Linked DNA regions of Mus musculus: regions 1 and 2 are each linked to region 3. Evidence: chromatin contacts called from public promoter capture Hi-C data. All regions are on one chromosome and are shown on one strand. Each heading gives the region's core, a stretch centred on a gene start, on an enhancer-like site or on the middle of the called end of the contact. The rest is flanking DNA. Distances are from core to core; before and after follow the strand shown.

Evidence for each region. Promoter capture Hi-C pulls out the DNA fragments that hold promoters and counts their contacts.
Region 1: a promoter capture Hi-C map of pre-B cells shows a contact between it and region 3. The contact joins two enhancer-like sites. A contact is called at or near these places in 7 of 39 promoter capture datasets (the C10 cell line, cranial neural crest, frontonasal cranial neural crest and 4 more), 3 of 484 Hi-C or Micro-C datasets (the N1E-115 cell line, bone marrow-derived macrophages and uterus), 16 of 115 datasets of contacts at active chromatin or transcription factors (the 230-238 cell line, astrocytes, bone marrow-derived macrophages and 9 more) and 1 of 9 other capture datasets (embryonic stem cells).
Region 2: a promoter capture Hi-C map of hematopoietic stem and progenitor cells shows a contact between it and region 3. The contact joins two enhancer-like sites. A contact is called at or near these places in 10 of 39 promoter capture datasets (the C10 cell line, the HPC-7 cell line, cranial neural crest and 7 more), 1 of 15 datasets of contacts at CTCF or cohesin (large pre-B cells), 51 of 484 Hi-C or Micro-C datasets (the 3T3-L1 cell line, the 63-12 cell line, B cells and 36 more), 19 of 115 datasets of contacts at active chromatin or transcription factors (the 230-238 cell line, bone marrow-derived macrophages, craniofacial prominence and 14 more) and 1 of 9 other capture datasets (embryonic stem cells).

What each region holds. Positions count from the first base shown.
Region 1 is chr10:44,379,214-44,382,454 of GRCm38.p6, forward strand. No RefSeq gene overlaps it. Among named protein-coding and RNA genes, the nearest start is that of Mir1929, 21 kb to the left of the region's middle. Within about 2 kb of position 1,743, at least 189 of the 459 cell types and tissues checked have an H3K27ac peak or open chromatin away from gene starts, as enhancers often do. A contact at or near this core is called in liver and pre-B cells, where this site is marked.
Region 2 is chr10:44,340,639-44,343,646 of GRCm38.p6, forward strand. The region is part of intron 6 of Atg5 (autophagy related 5); the gene reads left to right. Among named protein-coding and RNA genes, the nearest start is that of Mir1929, 18 kb to the right of the region's middle. Within about 2 kb of position 1,408, at least 23 of the 459 cell types and tissues checked have an H3K27ac peak or open chromatin away from gene starts, as enhancers often do. A contact at or near this core is called in B cells, CD8 T cells and hematopoietic stem and progenitor cells, where this site is marked.
Region 3 is chr10:45,001,470-45,004,560 of GRCm38.p6, forward strand. No RefSeq gene overlaps it. Among named protein-coding and RNA genes, the nearest start is that of Gm40639, 21 kb to the right of the region's middle. Within about 2 kb of position 1,757, at least 39 of the 459 cell types and tissues checked have an H3K27ac peak or open chromatin away from gene starts, as enhancers often do. A contact at or near this core is called in B cells, CD8 T cells, hematopoietic stem and progenitor cells and 2 more, where this site is marked.

The DNA.
Region 1 (3,241 bases), core at 493-2,992, 620 kb before region 3:
TGGCATACATGAGACCCTGTCTTGAAAAACCAAACAAATCCATAACGTTTGGTTGTCATTGTCCTTGCTTCATGTTCTTGTCAACTACATGTTGAATATCCTCACCTCACTCCCAAAATACACTGACACACACAGACACAGATACACACAAACACACACATACACACAGATACACTCTCACACACTCACACAGATATACACAGTGACACACACAGACACACTAACACACATTCACATACATGCACACTGATACACAGATACTGACACACATACACACTGACACACACACACACATAGAGATACACTCAAACAGACATACTCACACAGAGACACACAAACACTCTCACAAACACACACACACACACACACACACACACACACACACCACCACCACCACCACCTCAGTCTCCTTCAGTGTCTGCCTACCCTCCATCATCTTCAGTTTTTCCTGCAACCTTTGATCTCAAGCTGTCCTCTGAAGTCTGTGTCTGTCCGACCTGACAGATGAGGCTAAGCCTGGCCCTCTTGCAAGCTGGCCTGTGCCAGAGTTGTCTAGGCAATGTTTGTTGCTTTTTAATGATAAGTATAACTTCTGGGGAGTGCTAATTTTAAAAACTTTTTAAAGGTCAATGCCATACTTCTGTTGAGCCAGCTCACCTGGAGATTGGCTTTAGTGATGGGATTCTCTGCTTTGGCTCTGCTATGCTGTTCTCAAGCCCACACACTGGACCTTCTTGGTCCAGTTGTCCATGTTTCCATAGTTGACCAAATTGTTTACCCTAATTCCCCCACAGTTAAGAAAATTCTGTGACATTGTCAAGAAAGCCATTGTCCATTTAAAAGGTCATTCATCTTTTTAAAGGTCTCGTTCATCTCATTCATCTTTTTCTCTCATTCATCTTCCATTGGTATTTTCTGCCTGTGTTCACTGTCTGCGCAACAGCGTGGCTGTTCAGCGCTCTCCATATGGACCTTTGATCCCTCCCAGATTGCAGATTTCTGGAGACCAAAGCCAGAGAGCTTGGTACCACTCCTGAGGTGAAGGGCAGAACGGGCGCAGCCTGTCTGAGGACTCTCGAGAGGGTTCTGCCAAGCACATGGCTCTCTACTTTTCTCCTCTGTTATTTCCAGAAAGTCTCACAAACTCCTTCCATCTCAATTCGGGCCTTCTTCAACAAGCAGAGACAGATTTAAGGTGAGGGACTTCTCCGGCTGGCCCTGCAGCCGGGGTCTGAAAGTGACGTGTCAGGCAGGGGTTGGGGCGTGGTTGGCCTCCACCCTCGGCTGGAAAAGGACATTTTTTTTTTTCAAGGAGAAGGTCTTGTCTCTGTGTCTACCTCATCGCAATCCTCTTTGTCTGGTTTCTTCCTCCTACCCAGTCTCCTTTGCCTGCCTTCCCCTTTCCCTGACTGACTTCCAGGCTACCCCTCCCCCAGCCTGTCTTCGTGCCTTCCTCCTTACACTCGCCTGATCCTCTGTGCGTCTGGTCGGTTTCTGTTCCCTCTTGTTCTTTTTCTTTCACTTTCCGCCGCCCACCCGTCATTTTTAACAGTGTCATCATGACTTACAGTGTGGGAACATGGAACTCAGCGTCTCCCACATTACACAGCCATCTCCGGATTCCATGTGACCAGCACTCTTGCCCTTCGCTATGAGGGCAGAATTGATGCCCCACCACTTCCCAGCTGCCAAGGCCCAACTCTCTCTGAGTCTCTGCTTCCTGCTCACTGCAGAGGAGGGCAAGGCTAGAGCGGGAGGATGGGGCAGCTGCTCGTACAACTGCGAGCGGAGGTTTCTAGTACTGACATATATGACTATCTTCATAATCGACAGAGCTCAGCTGAAACATCCAAGTCAAACGAATAGCAGGGTCTCAGTCATACACAGAAAGCACTCTTCCCTTTTTCTTCCCTCAGCCCCACACATGCAGGCTTGTGCAATCAGTTCTTATATAAAGATCTGCTTGAAGTCAGGCCTGGGGTTTCTCGGAGGCATTATACCCCCCTTTCAAAGGTCAGGGTTCACTCAGAGCAGCTAGAGTAACCTGGATGTTAAGAGTTGGGAGGGGAGGCACCTCGAGGTTTCCGGGAATAGGACCTTCTTAGACTCTGTTTCACAATGCAAAGAATGGTTTGTATGTCTCACATGCAAACCAGATTTGTTGATCTGAGTGGCAATGTCCCTTTGCAACTGTGACCAAGGATGGAAATTAAGCCTGTCTCTGTCTCAGAGGCTGGGCTTCTGCCAAGCACTCCGTTTACTGCTGGTTTGCTACCTTAACCCTTGGCAGCAGCCCGGGGCTCTGCTTGCAGCCAGCACCCAGCCAACACAGTGAAAGTGATCTTTGCATTGAGCTGTCTGCCTACAGGTCTCTACAGGCATCTCCTGCCCTGGCCTGTCTGCAGAGCCAGAGAGGCTGGCTGACAGGAAAGTGAGCCAAGGCTCCTGGCAACGTTCCAAGTCCCAGAAAGGAACTGCACCTAATCCAGCATCCTCTTCCTTTTTTTTTTTTTTTTTTTTTTTTTTCAGGTGCAAGTGGTTAAAATTCACAGTCATGGTTCCACTGAGTGGAGAAGCTTCACTCCCAACACAGCAGGGCCGGTCCGGCGCTGGGGCCCAGTTAAAGGTGATTAAGCTGTTTAGAACAGAACGGATGCTCAAAAAAGGGGCCTCCAGCCACGTTCCTCTCTGTTCTGCTGTAGGATGCTGGACACAAAGGCCCTCGGCAGCTGCCACCCCTCAGTCTCGAACTTGCCTAGAACCCTGAGCAGAGACATAGTCGGTTCACTATCCGGTACCGACCGGTTCTGGTATTCTGTGACAGTGGTAAGCGAAACGAAGCCACCTCCCATGGGCGCACCCTCCCACGACACCTGCAAGAGAGCAGCCACAAAGCATGAGGCTGCTGGTCCGTAAAGACCTCGAAGTGGCCTCAGAGGCCCAGTTCGGGTACTGAGAAAGTATTGATGTTTATGGACTATGCAAAGATGGTCTGAAGAAAAGGGAAAATACAGCAGAGATCTTCCTACATAGGAATGCAGTTTCAAAACACAATTTGAAAAGAACTATTTCTAGGGGCTGAAGAGGTGGCTCAGCAGTTAAGAACACTGGGAGCAACTCCAGAAGACCCAGGTTCAATTCTCAGTGCCCACATGGCAGCTCACAACTGTTTATAACTCCAGGTCCAGGAGATCAAACACCCTTCCAAATACATAATGTAGGCAAAACACCAATGCACATA
Region 2 (3,008 bases), core at 158-2,657, 660 kb before region 3:
TATGTGGCAAACTATATTTGGCATTGTCTAGACAGAATTACAAGTGTAATAATTTCAATGAGACAAAACACACTTTAAGCCAGATGTGAGGATGTATTTGGATGTATGTGTGTCATTTAATCATAGTCTCAATTAAGACTCTGCTGCTTTGGAGATTAAGTGTTCCTGGCTGTAATAATGACAGCTTCAAATCTAATTATTATTTCTTGATGTCGTCGGGAATATTGAGAGGGGCCTGCAGAGTATTTTAGCCAGCCCACTCACATTTCCCTCCATAAGGGATGAAAGGCTTGGGCCCCCGCTCACCTCCCCTAGAGACTTGACTGTAAAGTCCTCAGCATTGTTTAAACCTCTCTGTTATTTTTATTGAATACATCTTGTAATTGTGTGTATTCTTAAGCTAATTTAAATATGAACCTGGTTCTGAAAAGCATGTGATGCACAATTTGACATGCATGAGTTTATCTGCAGTCACGTGTGCTGTGACAGTTTGAAGCCTACATTAGGTTACTGTTGGTAAAGCCTGACAGTGCGCCTGTGTAACACGCTTTCTTTGACTGTGTGCCATGAGCACTTACTTGAATTAATAAAGTATCAAAGGAAGTTGAAGGAGACTGTTAATTACTTTTGATTCTCTCTGTAATTGTTTCTGTAACAACTACTGTTCCCTTTTATTTAATAGTGCTTTAAAAGTTAGGAGTGAAAAGAGTTAGCCTTTGTTACCACATACTGCATTGTTCAGTCTACATTTTAGGAATTATCTATCTTATTATTATGTCATAATAATTAATCATAGGTAACATTTCCCAGCTTATCAGATTGAGGAGAGGACTCCAGTGTTGGATTTCTCTTAGAGACAGTGCTTTGTGTTAGGAGTTGGGATTGCAGTCACACTTGCCTGTTCTGCTGTGCCCTGTACACTGGCCCTTAGCTGGGGTTTGCTATCCACTAATTTCTAACAAGTGCTGTTACTCCAGGTTCCCATGAATGCTGAAGTGTGATTATCTCTTTCTTCATTAAAGAATAATTCAAGCTCTGTTATGAGTTTGAAGCTTGAGGCCATCTGGATTTCTCCTTGGTTTTCATCGTCTTTTGAAATGGAGTTTTCAAAGTTTACATTGGATGTGCTGTGCAATTAACTGCTTTAACTTTATACCTGCTAGGGTGTCTCTCACTCTTAGAACTTTACCTTATGTAACTTGTTAGGGTTTGGGGGGTTTTTTGTTTGTTTTTAGTGGGGTTTTTTTTCCTCTATTTTTGTTCTTGTTGGTGAGTTTGTGGGTTTGGTTTGCTTGCATCTAGTGGCCCAGCCCTGCTCATGGTAGGCAAGTGCTTTTATCACTGAGCTGTGTATGACCCAAGCCCTGAGTGAAGCTTTGTGTTCTGGCTTCCTGGTATTTCCTCACAACACCCAGTTTGCGGTTCTGCTCTCGTTTACTACGGTATTACAGTCACTTGCGTGCTATCCATCTATCCATGAGTTAGCATGAGGATGCCCTTCTAAGTACAGGACAAGTCTTTACTGAGCAGTCCTGATACAGGACACTTGGGATCGTAGTTGAGCTAAGCTCCTACTTGAACATTTCTCCCTGTTCTTCACTCACACTTTTGTTGCAAATGCTCTTTTAAGCTATTTTTTAAAAAGAGGAAACATCACTGCCCTCTGCAGTTCTCCTTATGCCAATCATTATGATGTCCCTACCATTATGAATGGAATGGAAGTAGCTATGGTTTACTATAGAGTCTTTCATTGGCATAGGAAAAAACTCATTGCTAGCAAGGAGATCTGGTGACCTAGCAATTGTCGAGGTTTTTAATTTGGGAAAGTATAATTTGTGAAGAATTGAGTTTTATTATTTTTGAAGATTTTTAATTTAAAACATAGTTATTCTAATGTCTGAGTGATGTTACACCTTCAGGAGACTACTGCTAGGAAATTCTGCCCAGCCTTTAATAAGTCAGCCCCTGTCATCATTAGGTTATGCCTAAGCAGTCTTAAGTAGAAGTCTCTCTAAAACACTGTTCTTTCTTTCCTTTGAAGTAAAGCGGTTTCTAAGTTTTGTTGTCCTGAGCATTATTGTTGTACGACAGAATTTTTCCTGGGAAGACACAACACACAGGTATATTCACTCCAGATAGGGATTTATAGCAGAGTGAAGTATAGACACCACCAAAGTCCAAGTTTATGAACCAGTAGGTTTATTGGGGTTTCTTACAGAAGTGTGGCTGAGGGGCTACTCACTGGAGCAGAAATGGCTCAAAGACAGCTACATCACCAATGCCTTCCCAGCATGAATGGCAGGTCACAAAAGCTAGGAACCTGGGACACCCTGTACAGCCTGCAGACAGCTCAACTGATTGCAGAGTGTCCTTTCCAAGTTCTTCAGTTGGTCTAAACCCCTTTCAGGTAGCTGGTCTGGTCTCAGAGTCATCTTTGCCCCTCAGCTTGTCTGATTGTCTTTGTAGCTCAGCTTCCCTTCAATGGGACTCTTAGCTTTTATTCTTTACAGTGGCAAGAGAGGCCTAGTGAATCTGGTCAGTTTCAGGGACTTCCTGAAGCTATTTTGAATTGTCTTTCTTCCTGCTTGAGCGTCTCTGCAGGGTAGAGTGTTTTGCCCTTATCTGTACACAGCCATGTGTGTTTGTAATGTAGTCACTTTTGGAGAAGTTAGGTCATTGTGTCCATAATTCTATAAGAATGATAACCACCAGCTAGTTCTTTATCACATCAGAGTCTATACTCTTTGACAATACCTTAAAAATCAAGAATAGATGCCTGAGACGCAGACTTGATCATAGTTTGTGAGAGTGTCTCTTACACTGTTTATGTGTTTTCTAATCTCTAAATTACCAGGGTGAGTCTAGGAAATTGGCTGCAGTGAACTGGATTGTCCTGTTGGCACTGATGCAGTATTGGCTGATGGCCTTGGCTGTGTTTGGTAGCCTTTTTCTTTTGCGTTTTCTCTGTGATGGATACAAGCAGCACTTCCCTTTGGAGAACTGTCTTG
Region 3 (3,091 bases), core at 507-3,006:
TGTGTTGTGATAAGAGGAGCTAGCTGTAGGTAGACCAGCAGGCCGGAGGCCATCATGCAGGAGAGATCAGAACTTCAATGAAGAATGAGACAGAAACGCCTAGAAAAGTGGGGTGTACTGTTCTGAACTCAGAATTTATTTTCCTTTCTTAAATTAGCATAGACAGAGTGTGCTGACTCATTTCACTTGCTAGAGAGTGTGTTTGTTTTCTAAGGGGACTGAATCTCAGGAGCTGCTGGGATTTTAAGTTTGTTTCTTTGTTTCTTCTTCCATCCTTTCAAAAACTCTCATTCTGCTCAATTGTTTTTAAAATAATGTTTCCTTTGACAAAAAGTGGCAATAAAATGCAGACAGCCTGGAAAGGCTATTAAAGAAATAATCCACGATGAGTTCATTAATTAAAGTATAAGAATGTGCATCAGGGGTTGTCATGCAGGCTTCAGGGTGTTTGTGGAACTCCCTAACAAGAAAGATCTATAGTGTGTGTGTGTGTGTGTGTGTGTGTGTGTGTTTCTGAATTCTCAAAGAATCCCATAAAAAACAAACAAACAAACAAACAAATCCAACTACACAGGAATCTGCACATAGACAAAAACCAACCACATTGTCATAGATGTGCCTCAGAGTGGTCTGACTTCAGAGACTGCATAGAAAAGCCCCACAGAGTCATCAAGCCATGTCTAGGGCATCTCACAGAGCAGATGCTAACCTCCAGAGTCACAGGCTTCCCTGTGCATTGTGCACTAGAATAAAGGTGTGGTGGGTGTCCTGCTTATACCTTGAGGGCATATGGGTGCACACAGTCCTCATCAGCTGCAGGGATGAACAACTCGCTCTCACCACTTCCCTCCATGTGAATGTACAAAAGGCCACTTATGCTCAAAATTTGAACATAGTAGTAATTATTTTTTTTTATCCCCACAGATTAGCCAGTAAAATTCAGAATTTAACCACAACAACAGAAATACCTTTAACTTTTAGGAGTCAAACACCTACTCAGTATACACAGTTGTTACAAAATATCAATTCAAGGGAGTTTTCTCTGCCACTTAAAGTTTATGGTGATTATTAAATAAACAGACCTTTGCTTCATTTGAAAAGGGATTTGTTTAAATACTACTTATTTGAAGATCATTAAGTCTCTGGAGTTCAAGGATATCGAGGGTGGTGACTGCCTCCCGGAGCTATCTAACTTCTTTTATGATGTCAGCTTTCCCAGAGATTTTATTTAACAAATGACTTCACTGTGGAGAAAAGCTGTCATATTAATCTATCTGTCCTAGCCTTCACCTTCCAGCCTCACTGTGATCATGTAAGAGAAGTCTGAGGGGTAAAGAGAGAACCCACACTACCCATTAGCAGTCCCCTGTCAGGTGGCACGTGATCCTGTGTCAGCACACTCGGCTCCTCAGCTGCGGACTCCCTGGTCTTTCCTTCTCAGACAGACACCACCATGATTGAAGTTTACAAAAGGCAAGCTGTACAGGGCATCTGACACTCTGCAAAGCTTGCCACCTTTTCTGTTTTCTGTTTATCTTTCCCTTTGCCAGAGTCTGTAAGAAGCTTTCATGGCTGAGAAAGTAAGTCTTTGAGTCATAAGAACAAGGTGAAGGTATTTAGAGGGAAAAAAAGCTTGCCAGGTTTAAAAAAAAAAAAACCTGTATTCCCTTACTAAGACAATTTTAAAACCTCAAATATTACAACCACAAACTGTTCGTGCAGATGAAAATGAAAGTAGGCCACTTAAAGAGAGTTTTGTCTAAACTAAAGCAAATGCATTGCGTCATTATTTTAAGCATTGGGATTAACAGGCTACCAAACGGTTTCTTTGAAATTAAGAAGGCAGCATTTTAAATATTACATCTGAACGTGTTGTGTCTCCTCTAAGGGACACGCAGAACCTGAGTGGCTGATGTCTCTATGCCCTCTCCCCAGCCCCTGAGGACCACACTGCCCTTCCTGCCTGCGCCTACTTGGCTCTGGGCCAGCAGCTTTCAGGGCCCCTTCATTAGGAGCTCCTGGCAATGTGGTTCAAATGTGAAATTTCCATCTCCCCTCCACAGGCAGCTAGGCAAGGGCAAAGCAGTTGGGACATGCTTGACACATGAATTTGAAAAGGGAAGAGGAGAAGGAGGAAGAGGAGGTAAGCCTTCAAAACTATATCTATCAAAGTGAAAGTCAGGAAAAATTAGGCCATCCACCTGACTGGGGCTGCCAAAGAGTTAGGTGAAAGTGCCTTTCAAGGACGTCCTACATAAAATTCAGTATGCTAGTTAACAGGACAGCCAGGTGCCCCAAGCTGTCTGAGGAACACAAGCACATTGAAAATAAAGACACTCACTAATAACCCCCATACTTTAATGTTTTAGGATTCTCTTTGATTTCCTATGGAACCTGGTTAGCCCAGAGAGGACTAGAATACATGTGGTAGTGGTGGTGGTGGTGGTGGTGGTGGTGGTGGTGGTGGTGGTGGGTGTGTCAAGTTGAAAGTTGTGTGTGTGTGTGTGTGTGTGTGTGTGTGTGTGTCTAGGGGGATGTTTATAAACTGAATTTCCATTAGTTGATAGTCACATTTTGAGCCCACTATAGGTTGAGACATGCAGGGAGAAATAATAATGTCCGCTCATGAACGTGCTTTGGAGGCAAGCCATACCACCACTGAAGTAAGCCCTCAGCTGAACTTGACTGAGCAGGTCCACACCTCGTTAAGTAACACCAGTTGCCATTGTAGTCAGTGATGTCAGTCAAATACCAGAAGCAGCGGGCTAATTTTGGATGCTTCCCTGCCTTCTCGGAAGCACAGAGACACGTGTGTGCTGTGCACATGTGCACAGGTGGCTCTCAGTTAGCTGCTAGTCTGTGTCCTCCCCACACTGATAGCCCACAACTAATTTCTACTTGATTTTGGAAAGATTTCAAATTACTCTGCATTTTGGTATGCACTGTCCCGAATCTCATTTCACTATCTCACTACAGTGTTGAAACAGGAGTGCTAAGCGATAATAAATGATAACGACCACAGAGGAACCTGCTGGCTGAAAGTAACAATGAAAATTTACAAAATAGAAGATCCAGACAAAGATAGGAAGAC